Linked DNA regions of Mus musculus: region 1 is linked to region 2. The links are chromatin contacts, called in public HiChIP or PLAC-seq maps. All regions are on one chromosome and are shown on one strand. Each heading gives the region's core, a stretch centred on a gene start, on an enhancer-like site or on the middle of the called end of the contact. The rest is flanking DNA. Distances are from core to core; before and after follow the strand shown.

Region 1 (6,105 bases), core at 370-2,869, 43 kb before region 2:
AAGCATATGAGAAGTACTTGGCATATGTCATTGATAAATGTGGTAAGTGAATTATTGAGTATGTGAACTTTGAAGTCAGAGTTATTTGCATCAGATCATTCCAATGCCAAACCAAAAAAAAAAAAAAAAAAAAAAAAGAAAAAACCTTAAAAAGTGATTAGTAAAGATGTTTCCAGTTTTACCATCATTCTCAACCTGTGTCTAGTCAATCTGAGGATCCATGAGTGATGTCATTTCTCCTGGTAAAAGGAACAGAACTTTACATGTGCGTGCTCTTGCTGTTTTTCACACTCGCCCACTGACCCAAAAGAAGAACAAGCATGTAATGTTTCCCCGTTTCATATGACATTGTAAGAGTGTGCATATTTGGCAGTGCTTGAGAACTGAGTAAACAAGCTGAAATTTCTATCGGCTGAAAAAATGTTGGGGAATCCTAACAGAATAAGCCCTTACGAGGCAAAAAGCCTTGTATTTGTTTGTTTGTTTGTTTGTTTGTTTTCTATAAAATGAAGTCTCTAACTACACAGTAGGCAAAACACGCTAACAGGAAATTTATTATCATTCAAAACATACTAGACAGGCTATGTCTATCAAGACGAAGATGTTCCGATGGCAGCTGTACTGCTTACCTGTTCCAGAACGTCCAACTTTAACTCGAGTTTGCTGAGAACCACGTCCCCACCCCATAGTGAAAGCTGGAGATCTGAAGGTTTTAAGTTCTTGATATAGCGATTCACATAACTCATTAAAATTGGAGTTACGTACGACTCCAGCATCTTCAAATTTAAGCGTCGAAGTCAGATCCTGAAAAGGGTAAAGACGGAAATTTTGTAAGTAACTGAATCGACAGGCAGCAACTGGAAATGCACTTCTCAGGAAGCTTGGCAAGGCCGCTCTCCCGGATCGCCCGCCCGCCCTCCGGGTCCGGGCGCGAGCTCCCCGCTAACTGAGCGCCTCACCTGACGAGGAGTAGGCAGAGAGGCTGGAGGCGGCCGGCCCCCGGGCGTGGGAGGACAGCACGTCCTGCTTCACTCCTACCCTAGCGCAGCCCAGCCAGAGGCGGTCGACTCCCGGAACGCAGGCGGATCTCCGGCCATAGGACCGAGCTGGCGTCAGGCCCGCTGCTGCCGCCGCCGCCGCACCCGCTCCAAGGTAAACACGCCACAGAGCGGCGGCGTGCGCTCTTCCTCCGGGTACCTGGCGTCCGCCGCGGAAACGCCTCACGCGTTCCGCGCCACTTCCGGGTGTGCGGGCTTCGCCGTCCGTCAGGTTTCCGCGGTGGGGACAAGGACCCCGCGCGTCTGCCTGCCTGGGACGACTCCGGCTTGGCTAGGCCGGGATCCCCGCTGCCACCGCTCTGGGTTAGGAATTAACTCTACGAAGAGCTCGGTGCGGGATGCGGACCGGTAAAGTGGAAGCACCGGCGATCCGGAAGTGGCGCTGCAGGGACACGGCGATGGCCGGGACGTGACCCAATACTGCCCAAGAGGCTTAGTAGTCGGAGGCGGCAGGAACGCAGGGTGCCGTGGAGGCGGGAGAAGTAGCCTTCGTTCTTCAAGCCCAGAAAATTGAGAAACGGTTGTTTTCCGTGGCTACTGGAAGAACTGGAAAGAGGAACTGGGATTCGGTAGGGTGGAGGTCAAAGACAGGTGGGAGGAGCTAAGAAAGGCGGAAGATTTAAATTTACTGCTGAAGTTTTTTTGCAAGGCCGGGAAAGTGGACGTGGGTACACAGTTGAGATCAGGGGTGAACAGCTTAAAAGAGTGAGCTTAAACCATACTGTACATAATCTCGTTCTCAAAGCAGAGGTGAAATAGCCCCTAGTTAGTGTGCATAGGGTGCATGGAATGGAGAGGACTGGCCTACCGTCTAATATGGAGGTCCCCAAAAAGCTGAGAGAATGTGAAAATAAGAGTCCTGAGCCAAAAGTGAAATAAGTGGTAAGGACAGTGTGGATTATGTTACGATGAAATAGATGTATAGATGTTAGTAGTGGTAACTTGTGGGCTAACAGCAATAACTCAAACATCTACCTTAGAAGATAATAGACTGAGTGGATAGAAATAGCATGGGATATGCTGCCTTTTTTTTTTTTTTAAACCAGCCTCTCTTAATTTTAGGTAACTTTTGAAGAAAACATAGTGTCTTGAAAATAGTTTTCCTTTATAGGTTATTCAATGCCCACTCATAAAACTTTTGAAATTAAAAAAAAATACTATTTCTTGAGAGAATTGGAGATTGCTATAGAAAATGGTATTCGTGAGACTGCCAAAGTTCATTTTAATAGTGAAAATAATGAATTAGATTTCGCAGGCAGAAAAAACAGCAAGCAATTGCTAATTCACAGCAGCTGCTTCCTCAAAAGCCTTAATAAATGACCATGTAATGTGAATGTTATGAAAGCCTAATTAGCAAAATAAACATTTTTCTTGTTACCCAAAATACTTGAACAGCAACTAGGTTGAATCCATGGCTGAGAAGTTTTAATATTAAAATTCCCATAAATCTATACATGTGTGACAATCTAATAAAACACTATCAGGATGTTACTCAGATGCTTAAAATAATATATAGAGTGCTAAACATGAAGTTTTTCTTTTATATCCAGAAAAAAGGTGCCAAATCCCTAGCCTAAAAACATTATCTGGATACAATTTGTTTGTTTACTAAAAGTTAATCATTTTCAACCCATGAGTGTTGTTCTATAATCAAAGTAAGTTTAATTCATTTGTATTATTATTGTTTGTCAAATGAGTAGGCTTCTCCAAAGATCCTCTGTTCTCACATCTTTTTTAAGATTTATTTATTTATTATATGTAAGTACACTGTAGCTATCTTCAGACACCCCTGAAGAGGGCAGCAGGTCTCATTATGGATGGTTGTGAGCCACCATGTGGTTGCTGGGATTTGAACTCAGGACCTTCAGAAGAGCAGTCAATGCTCTTAACCACTGAGCCATCTCTCCAAACCTCTCACATCTTTTCTAAGGCAATATACATAAACACAATATATTTTTGAAGTCTCTTCTGAAAGACCATGAGGCAAATTGGGTAGACAGTAAATCTACAGAAGTAGGTCTCAATCTAGCTCAGAACAGGCTGCTTAGCAGAAACTTTCTCACCATTAAATATACTATTAGCTGTAGGATTTTTGTAGACCTATGTTAGCAAGTGGAGAAAGTTCTCTGTTTCAAGCTTGTGTGTGTGTGTGTGTGTGTGTGTGTGTGTGTGTGTGTGTTTCGTGAGTTAAGTGGATCACCTCCAAAGAAGAAATAGAATAAAACAGGAACAGAATTCAGAGTACTACAATCATATCTGCAATATTTTATCTTAAAATACTTGATGCTAGAATGGTGTTTCTCAGAAATTATTAATGTCCAGGGCCGGTGAGATAGCTCAGCCAGTAAAGACACTTGCTGTCAAGCCTGACAGTCATAGTTGGTTCCTGGAGGTCACACAGTTAGAAGAGAGCATTTGACTGCTACAACTCTTCTCTGGCTTCTGACATGCACTTATACAAATAAGTGTAATAAAATAGTTTTAATTATGTTCCACTTCCTCCATAAGGTTTATAAGCACTTAGTTATCTGAATCATTCACAGTAAAATGTAAAGAACAGTCTACATTGCCCTCAACATTCTGATCTTCAAAGGTTCAGCAGAAAAGCCCACTGAGCTCTCAACACTCAGGCACTTTTCTAACCCAAACTTCCAGATCCTTCCACAATCCTCTCCAAAACAAATAAACCCTTTCCTTCCCAAGTTGCTTTTGGTCATGGGGTTTTATCATAACAATAGTAACCCTCACCAAGACACACATTAAATTTTAAAAATCAAATATTTTTCCTATAGAACTTAATTTAAAATATCTCCACAAATTTGTTTATAGCACCCCATTCAGAAGATGGAGCCTGATTCTTATGCCTGGATGTATTGGAGGTATTTAGTGACTCACTTCTGAAAAATACACTGTGGCAGAAATGACAGTGTGTGACTTCTTCAAGTAAGATGTAAGAGGGACTGTTGATATGGTAGGATTTGCTCTGAAGGAAGCCAGCTGCCGAATGTGATACTCAGGCTACACAGTGGGCAAGGCCCCGTGATGAGAAACAGCTTCTGTGCTTGATTGAGATTTCGTTCTTCAGATGCTGAACCTCTAGCTGTGCTTGGCCACCTCGGGAAAAAACTCTGAGCCAGAACCTCCTCTTTATCACAGCCAGGGAAAGTGCCCCTGAATTTGAGAACTCCATTAGAAACTATGAGGTAATAAATATTTGGTTTTAGCCTATATTTTGGCATAGTTTTTGGTTTGGGGCTTGGTTTGGTTTGGTTTGGTTTTGAGACAAGGTCGCTGTATAGCCTTGACTATCCTGGAACTCAACTGTGTAAATAGGCTTCAAACTCAGAGATCTATCTGCCTCTGCTTCCTGAGTACTGGGATTAAAGAGCTGTGCCACCACCAACAGACATTTTGGTATAATTTCTTATATGATATTTCAAGGGGTAGGGCTGAGGATAATGCTTCCTTGGGTGAGATAAACCCTTGAGAATCTACAGGTTCAAATTTCTGACTTCAGTGTTGTCCTCCCACACATCCCATGCCAAGTTGTAGGATCCCAGTCTTTACCGATTAATGTCTTTACTTTAACCACTGAATTGCTCTGAGGCTAGGACTTGAGTTTCAGCTACTCTAATAATGAAAACTTCAGCTGGATTTTTCTGCAGCTTGGAACTATGGGAAAGAAAATTCTCTCCCAGTACACACTTAGAAACCATTAGACTGTTTATATGAATCTGGAGACAGTCAATTTGTCAGTACATTAATCCTCCAGAGCAGCCAACCAGCAGCAGCATCTCCCTTATTTTTCACAAAATTTACAACAGTTTCATATACAGAGGCAATAAAACCATTGCCACCCACAATTGGTGAATCAAGATAATCAAATGTCCCATTTATCGATCCTCGGTCTTACAGCAAAAGCCATTGCTGTTCTGTTCAGGAATTTTTCCCCTGTTCTTTTCCCCACTTTCTCCTATATAAGTTTCAGTGTCTCTGGTTTTATGTGGAGTTCCTTGATCCACTTAGACTTGTGCTTTGTACAAGGAGATAAGAATGGATCAATTCGAATTCTTCTACATGATAATCACCAGTTGTGCCAGCAACATTTGAAAATGCTCTTTCCACTGGATGGTTTTAGCTTCTTTGTCAAAGATGAAGTAACCACAGGTGTGTGGGTTCATTTCTGGGTCTTCAATTGTATTCCATTGATCTACCTGTCTGTCACTGTACCAGTACCATGCAGCTTTAATCACAATTGCTCTGAAGTACAGCTTGAGGTCAGGCATGGTGATTCCACCAGAGGAATTATGATTTAGAAGAGTTTTTGCTATCCTAGGTTTTTTGTTATTCCAGATGAATTTGCAAATTGCCCTTTCTAACTCAGTAAAGAATTGAGTTGGAATTTTATTGGGATTGCATTGAATCTGTAGATTGCTTTCCACAAGATAGCCAGTTTTACTATGTTAATCCTGCCAATCCATGAGCATGGGAGATCTTTCCATCTTCTGAGATCTTCGATTTCTTCCTTCAGAGACTTGAAGTTCTTATCATACAGATCTTTCACTTCCTTAGTTAAAGTTACACCAAGGTACTTTATATTATTTGTGATTATTGTGAAGGGTGTTGCTACCCTAATTTGTTTCTCAGCCTGTTTATCCTTTGAGTAGAGAAATGCCACTGATTTGTTTGAGTTAATTTTATATCCAGCTATGTCACTGAAGGTTATCAGGTTTAGGAGTTTTCTGGTAGAATTTTTAGAGTCAGTTATATATACTATCATATTATCTGCAAATAGTGATATTTTGACTTCTTCTTTTCCAATTTGTATCCCCTTGATCTCCTTTTGTTGTCTAGTTGCTCTGGCTAGGACTTCAAGTACTATATTGAATAGTAGGCAGCCTTGTCTAGTCCCTGATTTTACTGGGATTGCTTCAAGTTTCTCTCCAATTAGTTACAAAGCATCTATAAGGCAAAAGACACCGTCAATAAGACAAAAAGGCCACCAACAGATTGGGAAAGGATCTTTACCAATCCTAAATCTGATAGG
Region 2 (7,025 bases), core at 1,184-3,683:
TATACTTCTGCTAGTATGTTGTATGAAATAGTATGTCGTATGTGAGCGAAGAGTGTGAAAGCAATGTTTTCCACTGTGTCTAAATCATTACCGAAGTTGGCAGATTTGGAAGGAAAATAAATAAATAAAGTTTTTTTCTCAATTTATTCTTTAAAAAATTTACTTCAATGTTAATTATTCTTAGACAAGTTCTATTTTTAATCATGTTTATTTATTGATTTTGGGGTGTATCTTTGATATGTTTGAGTACATGTGTGCACACATGTGTGCATGTATGAAGGCCAAAGGACAATTTTCTCCTCCCACCTTGTAGGTACTAGGAATTAGAGTCAGGTCACCAGGCTAGATGCTACACATCTCTACCCACTGAGCCATCCTGCTAGAACATAAATTGCTTTATTCTTGCATTAATGATGTTTGTGACTTAATTCTTTTAATCTTGCCACAGAAATGTTCATTTCTTTCTGAAGCTTAAAAATGATATCTTATCATATGCCTCCGTACAGGGGAATGCCAGGACCAGGAAGCTGGAGTGGGTGGGATGGGGAACAGGGCAGGGGGAGGGTATAGGGAACTTTCAGGATAGCATTTGAAATGTAAATGAAGAAAAGATCTAATAAAAAGGGTATCTTAAGTATTAATCTCATCTCTGAAAAATATTTGGAACATTTTTATTTAACATCCATTTCTGCTCTTATAATGTAGAGAAGTAGTATACAACTTGGCAAATAAATTTCATTAGACATGGAAGATTATACTAAAATCCCTACATGTGTTGCTGTAGATATATGATTAATGTTAAAATTTCAGTAAATGCAACACTAAGAAAGCATTGTAGAATGACTACCAAATGAAAAATTATTAGGACCAATTTTAGCAAGTTAAGTAAGTGTGAGTGTGCGCTCAAACATGCCCACATGTATTTTGGTACATGCATATATGAATGCATATACATTTATGTTCATGTGCAAGTAGAGGCCAGAGATTTATAGCAGGGTTTCTCACTCAACCTGGAGTTTGCAGATTTATTTAGTCTCACTGGCCAGCTTGGCCGCAGCATTCTTTACCCCCACTTCCCAGGACTGCTGGGATTATGAGGGGGCTGCCACTCCTGCCAGCCTTGTTACATGGGTACTGCAGATCTAAACTCCATCTCTCACACTGTGCAGCCAAACAGGCTACCCACTGAGCAGTTTCCCTAGTTCCAATGAGCTATTTTTGGATATCTAAATTTTACTTGCTTTTAAACTTTATAATATGTTTTTTACTTAACTTTATAAGGGATTTGCATGAATTCATACTGGATTGTACATGTTGGGTTCTGTCATTTAGTGATACCATTCAAGGCACACAAAGACACTGACTGCTGACTGTGCGGAGCTTCCGTCCTTTAGGGAGAGTGGGGCTCGAGCACACACTCCTCTTACACACCTGGAACACGATGAATGAATGCACTAGGGAGAAGAGCACAGGGCATTAGAGAATTTAGTGGTGGGAGAGATTAGAGAACTTTAAAGATGTAGCATTTAAGTCAGGCGTTGAGGAGTGAATAGAATTTGCAAAGAGATGAGGAAGACATAAATCTCATTTACTATCATGTGTTTATCACACCCACTAAAGTTCAAGCATGTAGGGTACTGTGTTCATTACCTCACTTGCTGGTGTGATACATTACCTCTCAACGACTCTCAGGTTCAGAAGGAAGGTCCATCAGGGCCAGGAAGCTGTAACAGAGGTCCTGGCAGCACGCACACACAGCTGCCACTCCTCACGTCTGGAGGCCAGGAAATACTGACGCTCCCCTTTCCCTTGTGCGCAGTCTAGAACCCCAGCCACCTCCACTCAGTCATTGTAAGTCTCAGATAAACTTCTCCAGAAATGCCGTCATAGACATACCCAGAGGTCTGTCTCCTAGGTGACAGTAAGCTCAGGAAGTCCACAGTGAAGATTAATTCCCTACAGGAATAATGCTACATCTATTAAAAAGATGTATAAATATATTCTCTTCACTTATGAAATTGGAATCTATAAGGAGACATATCCAAATGCTAAGCAAAGAGCTGCATTCCAAATTTATGAAACTAACAGAACAAAGAGCAGAAGTAGCCTCTGGAGAGTGGTGTTTGCTTACTGTGGAGGACATTCTGACGGTGGTGGACTCGATTTTTTAATCAGAGTCTTTGCAACATTTTAATCAGTCATTTTCTTCATGATATCCTTATCGAAGTAAGGTGGCTATTGGCTAATTTGAAAAGAATGAGATGGGGAAACTTCAACTTAAAATGTACTGTTCAAGTGGTAAATATATAAAAGAATATATTTCTAGCCCTATGTGACGGTCTGAATGAAAATGGCTCTCATATGCCCACAGGAAGTGGCACTGTTAGGAGGCGTGGCCCTGTGGACGTAAGTGTTGCCCTATTGGAGGAAGTGCTTCACTAAGGGGTGGGCTTGGAGGCCTCAGAAGCTGAAGTCAGACCTAGTGGCTCACTGCCTCTTCCTGTCTCTCAGCCCCTCTCTAGCACCATGTCTACCTGCAGGCTGCCATGCTTCCTGACATGATGACAATGGACTGAACCTCTGAAACTGTAAGCCAGCCCCAATTAAATGTTTTTCTTCATAAGAGTTGCTGTGATCGCGGTGTCTCTTCACAGCAATAAAACTCAAACTAAGACACCAAATCTGGCGGCTGTGCCCTGGCGCTGTCCTATACTTCAGATATAAACTAGAGCTGTGAGTGAGCCTTATGTTGCTGCTAGTAAAACAAACAAGGTATCTGCTTCAGACAGTTCACTGCGGATCTTGGTGAGGTTCATAAATAATGCTACACAAATTTAAGGTCATTTGCTAAATAGATTTAGTTTCCAATGTAATTTTCCTAAGCTATTTAACCTAATCTAACCTTACCAAAGAGAAAGACCTATTTAACCTAGCTTTACTTTATCCTTGTTTGGGGGACAGGATCAGTAGACTTCCACTACCAGACACATGTATACCGGGTTGAAGCTTTGTGTTTAGCAGAGCCTGGGAAGATGCCTAACTCGTTAACATCTGCTTGAACCATAGCCATTGACCCACCCACAAAAAAAAAAAAAAAAAAAAAAAAAAAAAAAAAAAACCCTAATCATACAGATCTTAAGTTTAATGTTTTGAGGTCCTGACGTGGTTAATTTTGGCCAGAACAACATTATCTCCAAATCATGCTGCAATAGGGCCACTGGGAATTTTCTTTGAAATGGAAGCTATGCTAGGGAATTATGCACGTACACATTAGAGTAAACATTAACAGATGACAGGTTTCTTCATGTCCCATGAATTCTGTCATTTATAATCACTGCCAAATAATTGTTCAAAATGACACAAATCACTTTGAAAACCGAACTCTGGCTCTGTTTGCTTTAATGGGAAACCTATCCCTCTGAGGCTAGACCACATATAACTGAGGCGGACCCATGATTTACACAGGACTGGGGGCTCTATACTGGCCACAAGACATCAGATTTGGAGATTTCTTCTAATCTCTGATCAGAGTTTACACACTAGTCTCCATTAGAATTTGGCCCTGCATTTAAGCATGGCAATAAATTAAATAATTCATTTCATCTTTGCATTATTTCTCTAACAGTAGATTAGCAAATGATTCAACGAAACCCCAATCATATAATTTTGATAGTCTGATAAAGGCTATTATTATAAACAGTATTGTTATAAATGTTTTGAAAGTTTATTTATAAATTGGATTGACTTTGCCTGGTTCCTAGGTTACTGACATGTGATCTCTCAGCAGTAAACAAAAAAAATGTATTGTAAAAATCCTTATTTCAACAAATTATGCCAAATCTTAATAGACATTTTGTTCCAGAGCCTGAAGGATTTTTAATGAAGTCTATTACCTTTATTAGTAGCCAAGAACTGAGAGTCCAGCCTTTCCACTTCCTTTTAAAATGCGAGGTCCGCAAACCTGAAATTTTCACTTTTACTTTTCAATTTTGAACTGACATTCCAATCTGGGAGGGGAAGGAGGAGATGTAAAGACACCAAACACTCGAAGGTACCCCAAAGTGGGATCTCGCTGCTAAGAGCAGCAGCAAGCTTTCTTCTACAGGATCCAGGACTCTGTCGCCCTTTCGCATCCCGGCTGCGAATTCGTCCCTGCAACGCCTCCTGCCGGTCGGAAGCGCAGACGCCTTAAGGGCCTCTCGCCGTCTAGGAGGCCGGGGACAGGCGAGCCGTCTCCGTAGCGCCACCGCGGCCGTGAGCACGCGTGGGAGCGTAGGCCGCAGCACTGCAGCTCTAGGAAAGGGAGAGCGGGGCCTCGGCTCGCGCCTGCCCCCTGGGTCACCCATATGCGTGGGCTGTCACGTCTCACCGGGCCTCCCGCACTCCCACCCTGCCCACCTCCGGCAGCGCGCCCCACTCTCCGTTTCCTGCCCGCCTCTGTCCGCCCCTCCCCCCTCCCCACCCTCCGTGACCCCACGCGGGAGTGCTGGGGTCCAGGCGCTCATCCAGGGCTGGCTGGTGGGAGAGCTGAGGACTCACAGGAGTGTGGGTGTAGCCGAGAGGTTTGGGGTCTTGGGAGAGCTGTGTTGGGGACTTGTGAGACTTTCCTAGGAGAGGCCCTGTAACCTGCTCTTTTCCTGCCCACTCTCCCGCACCCCCACTCTGTCTTTTGCACCCCACCCCACCCCACACCTCTACCCAGTCCTCTGCCTTGTCTTCCCCCATTTCCCTCTTCTTGGAGCTGTTTCTCCTCCAGGCTCTCTCTTCACTTCACCTTTCTGCTCCACATGCTCTAACCTTTACTGCGTGATTGCTTTCTCCCCTCTTTCTGCATCCTAAAGTTCTCCACTTGCATTTGGTTAAGTGGTCACCACCTTCAAAACTAATTATTTCTTAGTTCATTTGAAATAAGATATCTTAAGCCTAAGGCTAATTTCATCTTCTACCTGTTCAGTGCAGAATAGCCTCAGGTATACTAGACGTGCTACATGAGTACCGAGTGGACACTCAAAAGAAATCTCCACACTAAGTTTTCTACATGGGTCGAGGGGAAGTCCTTCGCTAGGTTTGTTGATTGTAAGAGAAGCCCATCCATTCGTTAGGAAGGTCAAAGATAGTGTGTGGGCCTGCCTGGTACCAATGGCAGTCAGGGGCACTCAGGGACAGGTGTCATATCAGAGTGAGGAGGCTACAGGCTGGCCACAAGCCAGGCTTATGGAGAATTCGGCAAAAATCCAGACCTGCCTGGTCTATGCATCTGTGGTTCCAGATATCTAGAGCTGTGAAGTGGCTCCGCTGATAATCTTATCGAGCCATCGCGTAGCCCACCGCTGTGCCCCTGCCTCTGCCTGAACTCACAGAGGTCCAGTGGGTCGGACCAGCCAGTCTGAGGTCCACTGGCAAGTTCTGCTGCTCTATCAGGGACCACAGCCGAGCCCTAACCACAGACCAGTCCTGTTTCTCTTTCTGCTCTTGGGAGATAGTTACAGATATAGGTAATTAAGTTGCATCTGCTACTATATGCCCTTGCATAGACAATGTATTGGCTGAAGGTTAATTAGCTCAGAGTCTCTAAGAAGACGGCAAGCACCAGAACTTGGTAGGATTTGGAGTAAAAATACACAATCCTTCCTCTCAGCTAAGAGGGTTTAAGCAAGTTACTAGCTTTCATCATGTACCAACTAAAGCTGTTGGATAAGCTAAAATCTTTTCTTATTTGGAGATCTTTTCTCAAAGCAGGAAAGCTTACTAGCTAAAAGATTCTACTAGCTTGATTTTGTTGCCCCCCCCCTTTTTTTTCTTTTTAAGTCTTTAAAATTTTAAGAAATAATTTAAATAAAACACTAAGTGAAGCCGGGCGTGGTGGCGCACGCCTTTAATCCCAGCACTCGGGAGGCAGAGGCAGGCGGATTTCTGAGTTCGAGGCCAGCCTGGTCTACAAAGTGAGCTCCAGGACAGCCAGGGCTATACAGAGAAACCCTGTCTCGAAAAACCAAAAAAAAAAAAAAAAAACACTAAGTGAAGTCTGGGGAAAAGAAAGCAGATATGAATAATAGCATAGAAAAGAGCTTTCTTAATGACGTAAATAAGAACCCTTTAGACCCAGGCCCCTAGTTCAAGTTTATGCAGGAATGCTGTCACTCAATTTTGTAGGAGGAAAGAAGCCTGCTCTTTTGATCAGTTCCAATCACACTGTCTTATCTAGACTGGCACTGAGTCTCCTTTCATCGACCATAAGAAAAGTAGATAAGAGAGCCCAGAGAAGAGAGAAACAGCTTGCCCCCTTAACTCAGGGCTCCACCGTTCCTTTAGCTTCATAGCTGTAGACACCATGGTCAAAAGTTTTTAAATAGTTGTTTCAGAATCTACCCCTTTAACTAACTCTGTTTTATGCAGCACTGGCTCCAATGTGAGCAAGTGCTCACTGTGGGGGGCCGTAGAACACACTATGGGATAAACTTTGATATTGAGTTTAAGAGCTGATGAAAATGAATAGTGTGAAGTGTTTTCACAAAGCAATACATGAGTGTCATGAGAACCTAGAGTCAGGACCAAGGAAAAGCTCTTTCCGGGAGTGACCCTTAAGCCGAGCTTTAAAGGAAGAAATGAAAGGGGTAGTTGGAGGCAGAGGAAGATCTACAACCTGTAGAAAGGTCCGAGGCTAGAAGCAGCTCCCTTTGGAGACATGCTAGCAATCCTCTACAGCAGAAACACATGAGCAGGCAGAGTGGGAAGTGGGTGAATAGAAGCTGGAAGAAACTGGATGAGTCTGATGGAACCCACTGGAACTTTATACTGAAGGCTGAGGAGAACCCTTGGAAGATTTTAAGTGGGAAACACACGACCTGCTTTGCTTTTTAGAAAGAACATTTTTGACAACATTGAGGGCGTGTAGGAAGACTGGCTGGATTATAGGGAAAACCAGTTAGAAGATTATAGCGATGGTGCCAGATAGAAGTGACGAGAGTCTGAAGTTTGGGTGGAGATAGTGGCTATGGAAATGAAATTCAGAGATTACAAGGGAA

Evidence for each region. HiChIP or PLAC-seq counts read pairs in DNA pulled down with a chosen protein or histone mark.
Region 1: a contact with region 2 is called in an H3K4me3 HiChIP or PLAC-seq map of bone marrow-derived macrophages, with 2.3 times the contacts expected there. The contact joins the promoter of Vps13b here to the promoter of BC048602 in region 2. A contact is called at or near these places in 1 of 15 datasets of contacts at CTCF or cohesin (large pre-B cells), 5 of 115 datasets of contacts at active chromatin or transcription factors (the SCID.adh cell line, bone marrow-derived macrophages, embryonic stem cells and 1 more) and 3 of 9 other capture datasets (adipose tissue, liver and pancreatic islet).

Annotation. Positions count from the first base shown.
Region 1 is chr15:35,366,632-35,372,736 of GRCm38.p6, reverse strand. Vps13b (vacuolar protein sorting 13B) reads right to left here and starts at 1,619. Exons shown (of 62, transcript NM_177151.4): 1 at 960-1,619; 2 at 630-804. The coding sequence starts at 776. LOC115488525 (a long non-coding RNA gene) reads left to right here. Exons shown (of 2, transcript XR_003951638.1): 1 at 1-42; 2 at 577-2,509.
Region 2 is chr15:35,323,943-35,330,967 of GRCm38.p6, reverse strand. BC048602 (cDNA sequence BC048602) reads left to right here and starts at 2,433. Exons shown (of 3, transcript NR_045280.1): 1 at 2,433-2,588. Gm33584 (a long non-coding RNA gene) reads right to left here and starts at 1,978. Exons shown (of 3, transcript XR_383923.3): 1 at 1,676-1,978; 2 at 1,365-1,454.